Regions from separate parts of the Zea mays genome. Here regions 2 and 3 are each linked to region 1. A link is a contact called in public Hi-C data. All regions are on one chromosome and are shown on one strand. Each heading gives the region's core, a stretch centred on a gene start, on an enhancer-like site or on the middle of the called end of the contact. The rest is flanking DNA. Distances are from core to core; before and after follow the strand shown.

What was found. Hi-C and Micro-C count contacts between places; a contact is called where the count stands out from the background.
Region 2: a Hi-C map of ear shows a contact between it and region 1, with 4 times the contacts expected there. The contact joins the promoter of LOC100217137 here to the enhancer-like site in region 1. A contact is called at or near these places in 3 of 25 Hi-C or Micro-C datasets (ear, endosperm and tassel).
Region 3: a Hi-C map of ear shows a contact between it and region 1, with 4 times the contacts expected there. The contact joins two enhancer-like sites. A contact is called at or near these places in 2 of 25 Hi-C or Micro-C datasets (ear and tassel).

What each region holds. Positions count from the first base shown.
Region 1 is chr5:168,974,187-168,978,511 of Zm-B73-REFERENCE-NAM-5.0, reverse strand. LOC100286129 reads left to right here. Exons shown (of 9, transcript NM_001159017.2): 7 at 1,006-1,129; 8 at 1,300-1,461; 9 at 1,564-1,981. The coding sequence ends at 1,727. Among protein-coding and RNA genes, the nearest start is that of LOC100286129, 10 kb to the left of the region's middle. Within about 2 kb of position 1,866, at least 14 of the 20 cell types and tissues checked have an H3K27ac peak or open chromatin away from gene starts, as enhancers often do. A contact at or near this core is called in ear and tassel, where this site is marked.
Region 2 is chr5:168,382,344-168,386,668 of Zm-B73-REFERENCE-NAM-5.0, reverse strand. It overlaps LOC100217137 (RNA pseudouridine synthase 7), which reads left to right and starts at 1,782. Exons shown (of 12, transcript NM_001143505.1): 1 at 1,782-1,943; 2 at 2,066-2,109; 3 at 2,365-2,442; 4 at 2,715-2,815; 5 at 3,331-3,418; 6 at 3,966-4,044; 7 at 4,147-4,229. The coding sequence starts at 1,859.
Region 3 is chr5:168,452,090-168,456,414 of Zm-B73-REFERENCE-NAM-5.0, reverse strand. The region is part of intron 1 of LOC103628657; the gene reads left to right. Among protein-coding and RNA genes, the nearest start is that of LOC100217137, 69 kb to the right of the region's middle. Within about 2 kb of position 2,299, at least 16 of the 20 cell types and tissues checked have an H3K27ac peak or open chromatin away from gene starts, as enhancers often do. A contact at or near this core is called in ear and tassel, where this site is marked.

The DNA of each region.
Region 1 (4,325 bases), core at 617-3,116:
TCCCTCCTGTCATCCTCCATAGCAGCGGTGGCCGCGGGGTTGATGTTCTTGTTGGAGGCGTCATCTGCGCTGCCATCCTCATGTGCGCTCCGGAACACGAATGCAGCCGTGGAGCCTAATTGTTGAGAAGGACCGTGTTCTCGTCTCGACTTTCATCTGCAAGAATTTTTCACCTCTGGACATTCATAGTACGGCACCACATCCATCGTTGGATGGCCTTGGCCGGCTCGTCGTTATCCATGGCTACGACACAGGTGGAGCAGGATGGCGGTTGTGGCGTTGCCAAACCCAAGGCTACTAGGCAGGCTGATCTCCTGGACAGCCAGAACAAAATGAGGCTCGGGCTACCTGCTCTGCACGGACCAGAACCAAGACCTTCATGCACATGAGCATCCACACAAGGGGTAGGAGGCCACTTCGTTGGCCATGGGTGGGTTGCGTTTGCAGTCAGCGGCAAGGGGGACACGAGTGAAGTTGCATCAGCAATGCGGCGCTGTGCAGGCTGCCACATAAACCTGCAGAAACATTCGGTGCTGCTTGAGCTTCTGCATGTGTCTGAAAAAGCTCTCGAAGCTCATGCGGACGTGGGGAGGGCTGACCGCTGCCACCCCACTTGCATCATTGACTGCAACTGGATCGAATGGGAAGAATCCCATTGGGGGATGGTGAAGCCTTTTACAACTGGTTTTGACAGCTAGTCAATTTTTAAAGAGGCACGTGGAACCTAGTATATGTCTAGCAAGGATGCACGCAGAATCATCAGGCATAATATAACTCGCAACTCTAATTCACAATGCTTATCACCTACAAATTGATTACCTAATTGGTTAATTTGGACCAAGCCATTTCTGAAAATTTAGATGCAATTGGAATCCAAATACAGTATGAGTAGATCATTCAATTATACAAGAGCCATTGAGTTTTCATGGTTTGCTTTCCATGTTGCTTATGTAGTTGTGTGTGGCATGTTCTGGCTCCTTTTCACATGTTTCCTCTGTTTTGTAGGAAGAAAGTGAGAGAGTGAAGGCGGAAGTTGCTGCTGCTGTTCAGGCATCAGCTATGCGATTTGAGTATACAAATTCCTCTCAAAGTCACAACGATGTCATGTTCTCTCTGGATGACTTTGAAGGTAAATTTACTGAACTTCGGATGGTGTCCCTGCTTGTTCTTGATATCCTTAATATCACAGTTTTCTGATTGCATTTGTCTGTTGCCCATTTTCTCATCTGCTTTATTACGCACATCTGAGATTTGGTTCATTCTTGTTGGTGCTGATTTTGATGTCTCTTTGCACTGAAGCCCTGGGAAACAACGCTGGGCCGTCCACCAGTCCACCAGCGAGTGAAAGGAAGCTTTTCTCTGATGTAACACGCTTGGGTTTTGCATCTGCTCAAGACTCACCTCCCTTAAGACTCGGAACTGGGGATGCAAATGGCCAAAGTGAAACCTCGAGAGACCAAGGTACGTGATACCTGGTCTGTTTAGGAGTTTGGACACTTGCAGTGTATTAAAACCTGATTTCCATTGAACTCCTGGCGGTAACGATATATTTGTGTTATGCAGGGCCGTTAGCGACACCCGCATTATCATTTGCCAGCATCATATCTTCCAGTAGAGCCGTGACTGCAGCTGACAACTCGGAGATGCAGAAAGCAAATGGCGCTGGGAAGAAGGGTAAGAAAGCAACTAGAGTGCTTTTGTCGACTGGTGGTGGCCGTCGATACTGAAGGACTATAGATGCATTGGAACGAACAGTTTGGTTGTTTCCATATAATGCCGTAGCTCAATGCAATGTGCATAGTACATAACCTGGCTGGGATACGCTTGTAAGTTGTAACACTGAGCGGCAGTCGTGTGTGTTTTGCCTTTCTTGTGGGTGTGCTTGCGTTGTGCCCACATCCTGTCCCTTGCATGATCTGGAAACGAGCGCAGAGAAGCGTGTACCATAACTAATAAAGGTGGCGCAACACTTTAGTTGTGGAACGCCGCTAGTCTGCCCGGAGTGTCAAAATCTCCAAAAATGTGTACTTTTGATCATTGAACATAGTTCATCAGGGTTCAAAGATTGTCTGACTCGCTCCATAGATCGACGTGTCATGTTAATCGTTTGTTGATCGACAAGTGGGCCTCACATGAGTGGCGGGCGACTTTGGGCGGGCCACCGGTGCAAAGGCACTGTATTTCGTCTAGGATAAAAGTACAAACACATGTCTGTTGATTAAATTTTGTAAAGAAGAAAAAAAAATACAAATCTAGGATACTAAAAAGACATCACGAGATTTATCATAAAATATATTTTTCTATGATGTCTGTTTTGTATCATAAATATTGAAATCCTCTACAATTTGGTCAAATTTGAGTGATCAAGACTAGAATGACTCGTAAAATCATAAAAAATGCGCTCACACAGCCGAAAGACATGCTATAAGCCTATAACCACCAGTCCACCACTCACCTCTTTACTAATTGTTCGATAAAAAAAACTGTTTGATGGGCTGTTTTTTGGGCCAATGTCTCCCTCTGTACTCAATAAAAAGAAAACCGGACATTTTTAGCCCATGATGCAATATAGTTTTTTCTTCGTTATACAGTCTTTTATAGCACGGGTTTTGGGGTTTGAACCCTGCATCCTCCCCTCCTAACGCCCAACTTCTAACCATTTTAGAGCTTATATCCATTTGTGTTATACGAAGGATAGATAGTATAAATATTGTGTTATGCAAATGATATATATTGTAAATACATACATACTAATAAATTGAAACTACAAAAATATAATTGTGCCGGCACCACCTGCCGCGACCTGGTGAGCAAGCTGGGTCGCAAGACCCCCACCAGGGCGAGCGAGCTGATGGACATCGCCACCAAGTTCGCCTCTGGCCAGGAGGCGGTCGAGGCTATCTTACGGAAGGACAAGCAGCCCTAGGGCCGCCCACCGGAAGATGCCCCCGAGGCGTCAACTCAGCGCGGCGCCAAGAAGAAGGGCAAGAAGAAGTCGCAAGCGAAACGCGACGCCGCCGACGCGGACCTTGTCGCCACCGCCGAGTACAAGAACCCTCGGAAACCCCCCGGAGGTGCCAACCTCTTCGACAAGATGCTCAAGGAGCCGTGCCCCTATCACCAGGGGCCCATCAAGCACACCCTTGAGGAGTGCGCCATGCTTCGGCGCCACTTCCACAGGGCCTCACGACGACGACAAGAAGGAAGATCACCAGGCGGGAGAGTTCCTCGAGGTCCGCGACTGCTTCATGATCTACGGTGGGCAAGCGACGAACGCCTCGGCTCGGCACCGCAAGCAAGAGCGTCGGGAGGTCTGTTCGGTGAAGGTGGCGGCGCCAGTCTACCTAGACTGGTCCGACAAGCCCATCACCTTCGACCAAGCCGACCACCCCGACCACGTGCCGAGCCCGGGAAAATACCCGCTCGTTGTCGACCCCGTCGTCGGCGACGTCAGGCTCACCAAGGTCCTCATGGACGGAGGCAACAGCCTCAACATCATCTACGCCGAGACCCTCGGGCTCCTGCGTGTCGATCTGTCCTCGGTCCGGGCAGTCGCTGCGCCTTTCCATGGGATCATCCCCGGGAAGCGCGTCCAGCCCCTCGGACAACTCGACCTTCCCGTCTGCTTCGGAACACCCTACAACTTCCGAAGGGAGACCCTGACGTTCGAAGTGGTCGGGTTCCGAGGAACCTACCACGCGGTACTGGGAAGGCCATGCTACGCGAAGTTCATGGCCGTCCCCAACTACACCTACCTCAAGCTCAAGATGCCGGACCCCAACGGGGTCATCACCGTCGGGCCCACGTACAAACACGCGTTCGAATGCGACGTGGAGTGCGTGGAGTACGCCGAGGCCCTCGCCGAGTTCGAGGCCCTCATCGCCGACCCGGAGAGCCTCTCTAAGGAGGTGCCTGACGTGAAGCGTCACGCCGGCAACTTCGAGCCAGCGGAGACGGTTAAGTCCGTCCCCCTCGACCCCAGCAGCGACGCCTCCAAGCAGATCCGGATCGGCTCCGAGCTCGATCCCAAATAGGAAGCAGTGCTCATCGACTTTCTCCCCGCGAATGCCGACATCTTCGCGTGGAGTCCCTCGGACATGCCCGGCATACCGAGGGATGTTGCCCAGCACTCGCTGGACATCCGAGCCGGAGCCCGACCCGTCAAGCAGCCTCTGCGCCGATTCGACGAAGAGAAGCGCAGAGCCATAGGCGAGGAGATCCACAAGCTTATGGCGGCAGGGTTCATCAAAGAGGTATTCCATCCCGAATGGCTCGCCAACCCTGTGCTTGTGAGAAAGAAAGGAGGGAAATGGCGGATGTGTGTA
Region 2 (4,325 bases), core at 533-3,032, 590 kb after region 1:
TCAATAGCAGGGATCTGACATCCATGAAGATGTTGTCTAGGAGTCGGGAGAGGAGGAAGTGCAACACACGTCAGCACATCCATGAAGATGTTGTCTAGGAGCACCACATAAACATGGGTGTGTATCGGGATATCCGCGTGATAATGGTAATGTGATGGAGGGACAAGGACTCAACTTTAGACCCATCACTACAGGAGGAATATAACTTAGCCTTGGGGGAACATAGTCATGCCCTCACGGGTGGAGCCACATTCATTGGCTGCAAGACCAGGACGGTTCAAGAGAAAAATTATGAGGATTTTGAAGAGGCAGCGGTGCCTAAGTTGTTCTCCGTTGCCATTGTTGTGAGGCTCACCAACACGATGCAGTTCTTGTCATTGTCGTGATCCATCTAGGCAATTGAATCGATAGTGCTCAAGCTCGATACAACAACTCGAGGTCTTTCCTAGTTTGGTGACAACGGTGATGGAAAGTGGGCCGGTTGCTCGGGTTTAGCAAGAGCACGACTGCATGAGAATGTAATGCAACATGGAGAGAGGATAGCGTTGGGACACCGTGAAGACCAAATAAAGAGCGAAAACCAAACTGACGAGTGTTACATCTGATCACTAAACTTTTGTAATGGTATAATAGCACACAAGATTCAGAGTCTGTTTGATTTAGCTCAATGGCGGAGGATGAATTTTTTTAGGTATAGCTTTACCCGACTGTATAATATTTAGTACACAACTAATAAAATTATAGAACAAGAAGTCTGTGCAGTGTGGACAACGGCTAAGAGCGAGTGTGTGGAGTCGTGGAGGAAGGGTGTGGGCATGAGACGATTGGGCCAGATAGAGTTGGGCTGGATCTGTTAATTTTTTTCAAGTATGGTATGGCTCAGGCTATAATAGGCCATAATGTGCCCTGAACCTCTGATTTAGCTGTAGATTCTTGAAAATCTGATTGTTGTGATAAAACTGCTACGAGCTAACGATTATGGGAAAACTAAAATACATCTGATTGAAACAACCATCAATTATAGATCATGTGAGAACATGATAGATTAGTAACACGAATGATATAAACCTAAAAAATCTAGGATAGAAGGTGATTTTGAATTGAATTAGATGAATCTGTAGATTTTCAAAAATTATACCTATTTAGTTGGGATTCAGATTTTTGACAACGAATTAGTTCAGAAAGCTAAACCACGAACGCGTTTGGTTTAGCTTTCTGAACCAGATTCGTTCAACCTTTTCTGAACTAGATTCGATGCAAAAAAATCTAGAACCTAGCTAAATGAGTACAACATCATAATAGATTTCTGAAAATTTACAAATTTCTATAGTTCAATTCAAAATCACCTTCTTTCCTAGATTTTTTAGATTTTTGTTATCCATATAAGAAGTTATCATGTTCTTATAGAGTTTATAGTCGACAACTGTTTCAACCAAACAAATTTTAGTTTTTATACCATTATCAACTCACAAAAATATCACAACTCACAACTATAATCAGATTTTCAGGAATGTATGGCTAACTTTTCAGAAATGTGCGGCTAAACCAATTTTCTAGAGAGACTAGAGAGTAAGGTTTGGCAACTCTATTTTTACAAGAGATTTCTATTTTCTCAAGGAAAAATAAACTAATTTCTCTTGAAAAATAGGTATCTATTTGAAAAATGGGTTTACCTAAAAAGTAAATTCTGCGAGGCTGTATGGCGTGGCCCACTTTGCAGCAACTGATGGCAGTTGGCAGTCAAACCCACCGTCCCTTGCACGCTCGGCTTGGCTGAAGCGGAGAGTTTCCTCTGTTCCCCCATTCCGTCGTGTCACCACCGCCGCCGCCGGAGTGTGTCATCGCCGATTCGCCTGGTATGGCAGCACCGCCCGGGGGAGCGGGGATAGTGTGGCAGACGCCGGCCAACCCGCCCGAGTCGCACGACTACATCATCCGCAACGGCAAGTAACCGCAACCTCCTCTCCTCCTCATTGCTGAACCAGTGAACCGCGACGCACGCTTGTTCCCAGCAATAAAACCCTAAACCCCTCATGTGCTGACGATTGGTGGGTTCCCCCTGAAGGTCGGCGCTACGTGAGGCCTTACTACTTCGAGTTCATCTCCCATGTAATTTCGGACCGCTTGTTCCTGTACCTTATTTTTCTCTTGTAAAGTACTATATTTTCTTTGTCTTCCTGTTCGACTCCAGATAGATTATCATGCTTACTATGTGAGGATACAGGGTGTATCTGTTTCCCTTTTTGAACTGCTAGGATTGAGTTCATCAGGTGTTGTAGTCGTCGATACGCTCTCGATGGATTTCTTGTATCTCCATCGAAGCATTTTGTAAAATTTCTTGTTCATTTCCCATTTGGTTTGCAGGTGAAGAACAGATGGGCTGGAAAGACCATCGTTGACCTCTTCACTGATGAGTTCAAAGGGCGTTCCCGCGATTACTATGTATGATGCCATTATTTCCTTTGAATTTCATGTACCATACTGTTTCTTTTCATTACACGCCATTGTGGTTATATCATTGTCTGCCAGGAGGTCCTAGTTGTAGAGAGATGTCCATAACAGGCTTGCTACTGAATGAAGTCTCTGTTGTTTATTGAACCCCATCGTCTTGAACCGTGCATCTTCCTTTTTATTTAAACCTTGTGCTTCAGATTTTGAGCTCATTCATAGTAACATATGCATTGCTGCATGTAAGTGAAAGGTGAAATTGCTAGGTTCATGCAGTGAAGTGTGGGAGGCTTCAGGTTGATGGGCAAATGGTTCACACAGACTATATTGTGAAATCATCACAAAAGATAAGCCACTTCTTGCATAGGTCAGTTGCTTTGATCAATTTTGAAATTATTACCCCCACTAAACAAGTGTTCGATAATTTCACTTCATAAGTTCAACATAGATTACTCCATACAAACAAATGTTCCAAAGATTAGGAGCAGCATAAATCTTCACAATTTTCTGCAGATACATTATCCTTTACATGCTTATATCATAAAAATGGCAAGTGAATCAACAGGTAAGTAACAGATGTTTTGGTTAATGTCTCAATTTGCTCTTTCTATTGGAATTATTTTTAGAATATCAATAAAATATTAGTTATACTGATGAACTGTTGTTGATTCCTTGACTTCTAAGTTAATGATGTCATTTAGTTTAACTTTGTGTGCCATTTTACCTTCATGTAGTTCTCTAGTTAACCAGATACTTCCTGTGGCATGCAGACAGGAACCTAGACCCTCTGTGTTCTGACTTAACAAAAATAATTCACATGTCTTTTTCTCATTTACAAATTTTTAGTTCAAGTCTTTTTCTAAAGGTGTTTTTTTCTTCCAGGCACGAGCCACCTGTCTTGGCGGGTGATATTTCAATACTTAAGAATGAAGTTGATGTCGTAACTATTTGCAAACCAGCTTCTGTTCCAGTAGGTTTATATTTATAATGTACCGGCACGAGCCACCTGTCCTGCCTACTTATTGTTATTCTTCTAATCAAGTGCATTTGTCAATATGTCATATGTTTGTTAAATATGTCACCTGAACTAAAATGCATTAAGTTTTGTAGCAACACAAATTATATGTGCTAGTAAATAGTCAATACAGTACTCCTAAAATTATATCTGATGGGCTTTTTCGGGCATTTGTACTGGTAGAATCTTAGCTTTTGTTTCTAGTAATTTGTTATACAACTTGATGATGCCTTTATCAAGTAATCATGAAGGATTTTAGAAGTAACTATGGGAAAACTAGAATACCTAGGTGGAAGCAATATCATTGTTCTTATAAGAATTAAGAAAATAGCCCCCCCAAGTGTTAACCAAAGAGGACCTGAACTTAGGTGGTGTGTACACACACGCCTTCTGCCAATTGAGCTAAGTTTAGTACCTACAGAAATACTTAATTGCTAATTAGTGTATGTTTGATTGAAGTCAGAATGTTATATACATAACTCAAGTGCTTTCCATTTTGTAGGTTCATCCATGTGGTCAATACCGCAAGAATACTGTAGTTGGGATTCTGCAGGCAGAGCATGGGTTAACACCCCTATTTCGTATCCTTTTGCTTTAATTATCTGATTATTTGTCTTTTTCTTATGATTTCTACCATTCATCATAGATGTTAGAATTCCTTGACTACCATTCTATTTTTGCAGCGGTGCATCGGTTAGATCGTTTGGTTTCAGGCCTCCTTATATTTGCAAAAAATGCCGACAGAGCTGAATGTTTCAGGCAACAGGTAAGATTAGAGACCATGATAGTATTCTCCTTCTTATCATATTGCTCCAGCAACCCAGATCGTGAGCCACACCACAGGAGGCATAGGAATCTCACG
Region 3 (4,325 bases), core at 1,050-3,549, 520 kb after region 1:
GATTAGTTTACTTATTTAAGCAAAATTTTCAAAGGTGATACACACCAAAATAGTTATCCTTTTGGAATGTATAACCCTAATTAAAAGAACATTCACAATTACATATTTAACTTATCCAAAAATATAATGTATAATGTATATTCACTATTAAGAGACATTTGAACTAAAATCCTTAGAGAATATTTATAACTTTATATTTCAACAAAAGGGATAACTAATTCTTATCGGGATCTTTTTATTAGAAATCGTATTTATTTTAGAATAAGTAATTTTAAGGTAAGGGAGTTCTTATTAAAATATATTTTGATTCACAATCTTTTGGACAATCTTACTAAAATCCCAAAATAAGATTTTAGGTGTCCCGCCACTAGAAATCGATTTCTAGTGGCAGTTTTCTTAAGAAACCTCCACTAGAAATCATTTTTATCCTTAGTTTTTTTAGTTTTTCAAATGACATCAGATGATAAAACTACCAAAATAAGATCTCAAAAAGTTATGAAACTTTGTAATTGACAACTTTTTATTTGAAATCATCTCGGCACTCAAAAATTGCATTCGAATTTGTCAAATTCAAAATGCAAATTTTGCAAACGACCTCGAATGGAAAAAATTTCAAAATAAAAGTTGTAGAACTTGAAAAGTTATTCAACTTTGTAGTTGACAACTTTTTTGTTTGAATTTATTTACGACCTCAAATAGTCAATTTACGCTCAGTTGGTTTGTAGTACGAGGGCAACAAAACTGTAATCTAAGCAAAAGGGAATGTACAGTGGAGAGACATCAAAACGGTTTTTCAAGCACAAGAGACAACTAAGAGACTATATTATACAATGGAGTGTCAATAAATGTAATCTATTAATAAATGCAGAAGTAAATGTGCTTATACTGCATCGGATCAATAGAACAAACGACGAATTCATATAGTGGGAAGTGAGGCGTCTGTTGCTACTTGGGTTACGATCAAGAGACGTCTCTTCACGGAGAGACGGTTCCACGATTTTTTTTGCAAATACCCTATTTAAACATATTAAGAGTCTCTACATTAAACACCACTATACATGTTCTAAGACACATCATAGGTGGAGTGGTAGAGGAGGCTTTGCGCAAGGGTGAGGTTGGTGGTGGGTTAAATTCCGAGCTGCCTCATAGCTGTGAATTTTGCAGAAAATTATTGTGACTTATGACTTCGATGGAGACGAGCAGGACTCCTCAACTTAAAATATTTTTTGTTATTTTAAAAAAAAACTTATTTTATGTTTTTCTAGAAATTATTAGTAGTGTCGGTTTTATTACGTCGACAGCAAGTGAAAATCGATTTTCACTCTCGATTTTTCTACGTTGATCGTTAATATAAATCGATTTTCACTGACGGTTCTCAATTAATCGTTTGTGGAAACTGATATTTCTACTAGCTCATAGCACTGACGGTTATAAAAAACGTCAGCATAAATAGGTTCACATCCTCTTTTATAGAGTTTCTATCTATTAGTGAGAGTTGGATTCTCGAGAGGCGAATTACAATTCCGAGAGGAGGATCAAAGGGGGCAATTGCTTGGCGGCCAGTGACGAGGGGATGCAATGCAACGCAACACTAGCTCCCCCAATCACGCCACGCACGCCTCTCCCTGTTTCCATCTCTCGGTTGGTGTGTTTTGGTGTTGCATGCTGTCCCTGAGCATGCACTGCCCAGCCTGCACTGTGCCCTGCTGTTGGCCCCCTCCCCTGCACAGATTCCCCTTCTGCAAACCGAGGAGGCTATAGCTGAAAGGTTCGCATGTCTCTCACTCACCCGCTCTCTCCTGCACTGCACTGCACTGCATGTTTTGCTTTGTATTGTACTGTAGCCATCTCCCCTCTCACTCACACACTACCCTTTCTGTCTCTACCTACGTGTACATACACCGTGGTTGCTTTATTCCTGTTTTCCCGAGTCTCAGACGACGGCGACGCAAGACCAGACCAGCAGGGCACGGTGAAGAACGACGACGGGACCGCAGCACACCTCTCGTCCGTTTCCTTCCTGCACTACTGCGGCGCCAGCGCCAGCGCCACCTCCCTTTGATTTGTCCGTCCGTCCGTCCCCGGTCCCCTGCTGCCGGCCACGGAAGGAAGGCAACGCGCATGGCAGTAGCTTTGCTAGCTTGCCGGCGGCCGGCGTGCAGTGCAGGTGCAGCTTGCTAGCGTGCGTGCGTGCTTTTGCTTGCTCGTCTCGTCGAGAATCTTATGGTCACCAGGGCCAGCTCCGCGCGCGCGTGTCGTCCAGATCCAGACGTGAGACGTCCGGTCCGGCCAGTCGTCCTCTCCTCCGCGCCCATCCCATCCCATCCTCTCCCAGCAGCCTCCCTTGCGCGGGCGGGTAGGGCACTCTGCCATGCAAGATTCCGGCATCTATGCCGTTCTCGCTCTGGGTGCTTTCTAGCCTGGCTGCTGTCGATCGGTGATGGAATTTGTCCTACTGCTGCCTGCTTGGCTACTCCCCATGGCTGGCTGGAGCTGTAGCTGGAGATGGAGTCGTAACGTACCGGCAGCTGTCTAGTGTGTAGGACTTGGACGTGATGACATGACGCAAAGGAAAAGAAATTTGTACCTCTGCGCTCCTGTGCTTGGCCCAATTTTTTCTCGGGCCATCTCCTCAAGTGGACTCCAGCTCTTTCTTTGAGTTTTTAAGGCTTGCAGCCGGCCCACGTGGTAAAAATGGTCAAGTATGCATGTCATTATGTCAATCTACTATCAATGTAGGGATGGAAAATCGGATAGGATTAGCATGAAATCGGATTCTAATATCATTTTTACAATGTTTCAATTTAGATTTCAATACGGGATATAGACCTTTCTAAACAGTGTTCCGGATTCGAATTTCTGGTACGAATGTATGTACTCACCTCAACTTAAGTATATGATGTTCAATTCAACGTAGAAGAATGGAATTTTACTACTAAGTTCATCAAGAACATAAGTAAAATCAAATCAAAGCAGGCTTGTAATAATCTCAAATATCGAAGTAAACTGAATTGCACTAAATAGTATTTAATAAAATAACAGGTTAAGTGAAGAAATTTAAGTAAGAACGATAAGCAACAAGAAAACGTTTATATAAGTAGAGAATAAAGTATGTAGCTGTTGTTGCGAAACAATATTGCGATACGTAAAGTATTATAAAGAGAGAGAGAGATCAGGTAGTAGGTCGCCAGTCATGCTAAATCTAGGTATGACAGGGAACTAGCCCACACGCACTTTGAGTGATTCAAGTCGTTATGTGGGTATATCCTCTTACTACTCATGGATTGATGAATATAAAGATGGAGAACGGATCATCAAGACCTCCTAGCTCCTCCACATCTCTTAGTTATGGTGAAAGTTCTAGCCTAGTAGTTCTAATCTACCTTTATACCTGCTCTTGGTGTAGTGTGAACTCTATCGACTCAAACTAACCCTATAGGAGAAAGTGTGTATGTCTAACATGGGATTCCCTTAAACGTTACACTATCCTCCCTTTTATAGTGTAAGGGAGGAGAGAGAGGTTACATTTGTCAAACCTTGGACCCCTAACTAAGACCCAACTACCTCATTCATATCATGTCCTCGTAATCGTAGAAAGTCATGCCTCTTATCACAACACAGTCTTGTAACACCCTAAATTTGGGGGCATAAATATTTTTTTCTAATATCTACCAAATTCATGTGTTGCCTTCTTTCTCCTCTTCCTTTTTGCTCTTTTCTTTTCCTTTCAAAGTAATAGAGGGATTTATTTTGAAATCATGTATCAAGAAAACCCTAAGGAAGTCGTGTGATGTTGCACCATGTTCAAGCGCACATTTTGTTTTGCTTGCTACATATGTTTGAAGTGCATTCATCTTGTTTTAGGTTTTGTGTTCGAGTTTGGGAATTGGATAGGAGAGTTTATGTAAAAGAAAAGAAAAGGGAAAGAGGGGATGGAAGACTCGCCTAGACCATCTTGGCCCAGCCACGCTGGACTCCCCGATAGCCCACCCTACGCCCTCTCCTCCCCACCCCCTACGAGGTCAAGCCCTACGGTCGTGGTCGATCCACCTCCGCTCGCGGCCCACGCCCTGCCAGCGGCCCACAAGCGCGCACACCCCCTCTGTGCGGCCCATCTGCAACTGAAGCCGCCCCGCTCACCCGCATCGGACGCGCAAGCGCACTGCGCGCTAGCCGCTGCTGCCCCTAGTGCCTGCATGTCAGTCGCACGACTACCACTATACCTCTTCCCAACTGGTCTCTCCACTCCATGCGCACCAGCACTCGCCCACAACGCCCTGAAATTAGGAACTGACGCCCCCTACCTTGCCCCACAATAGCACCCC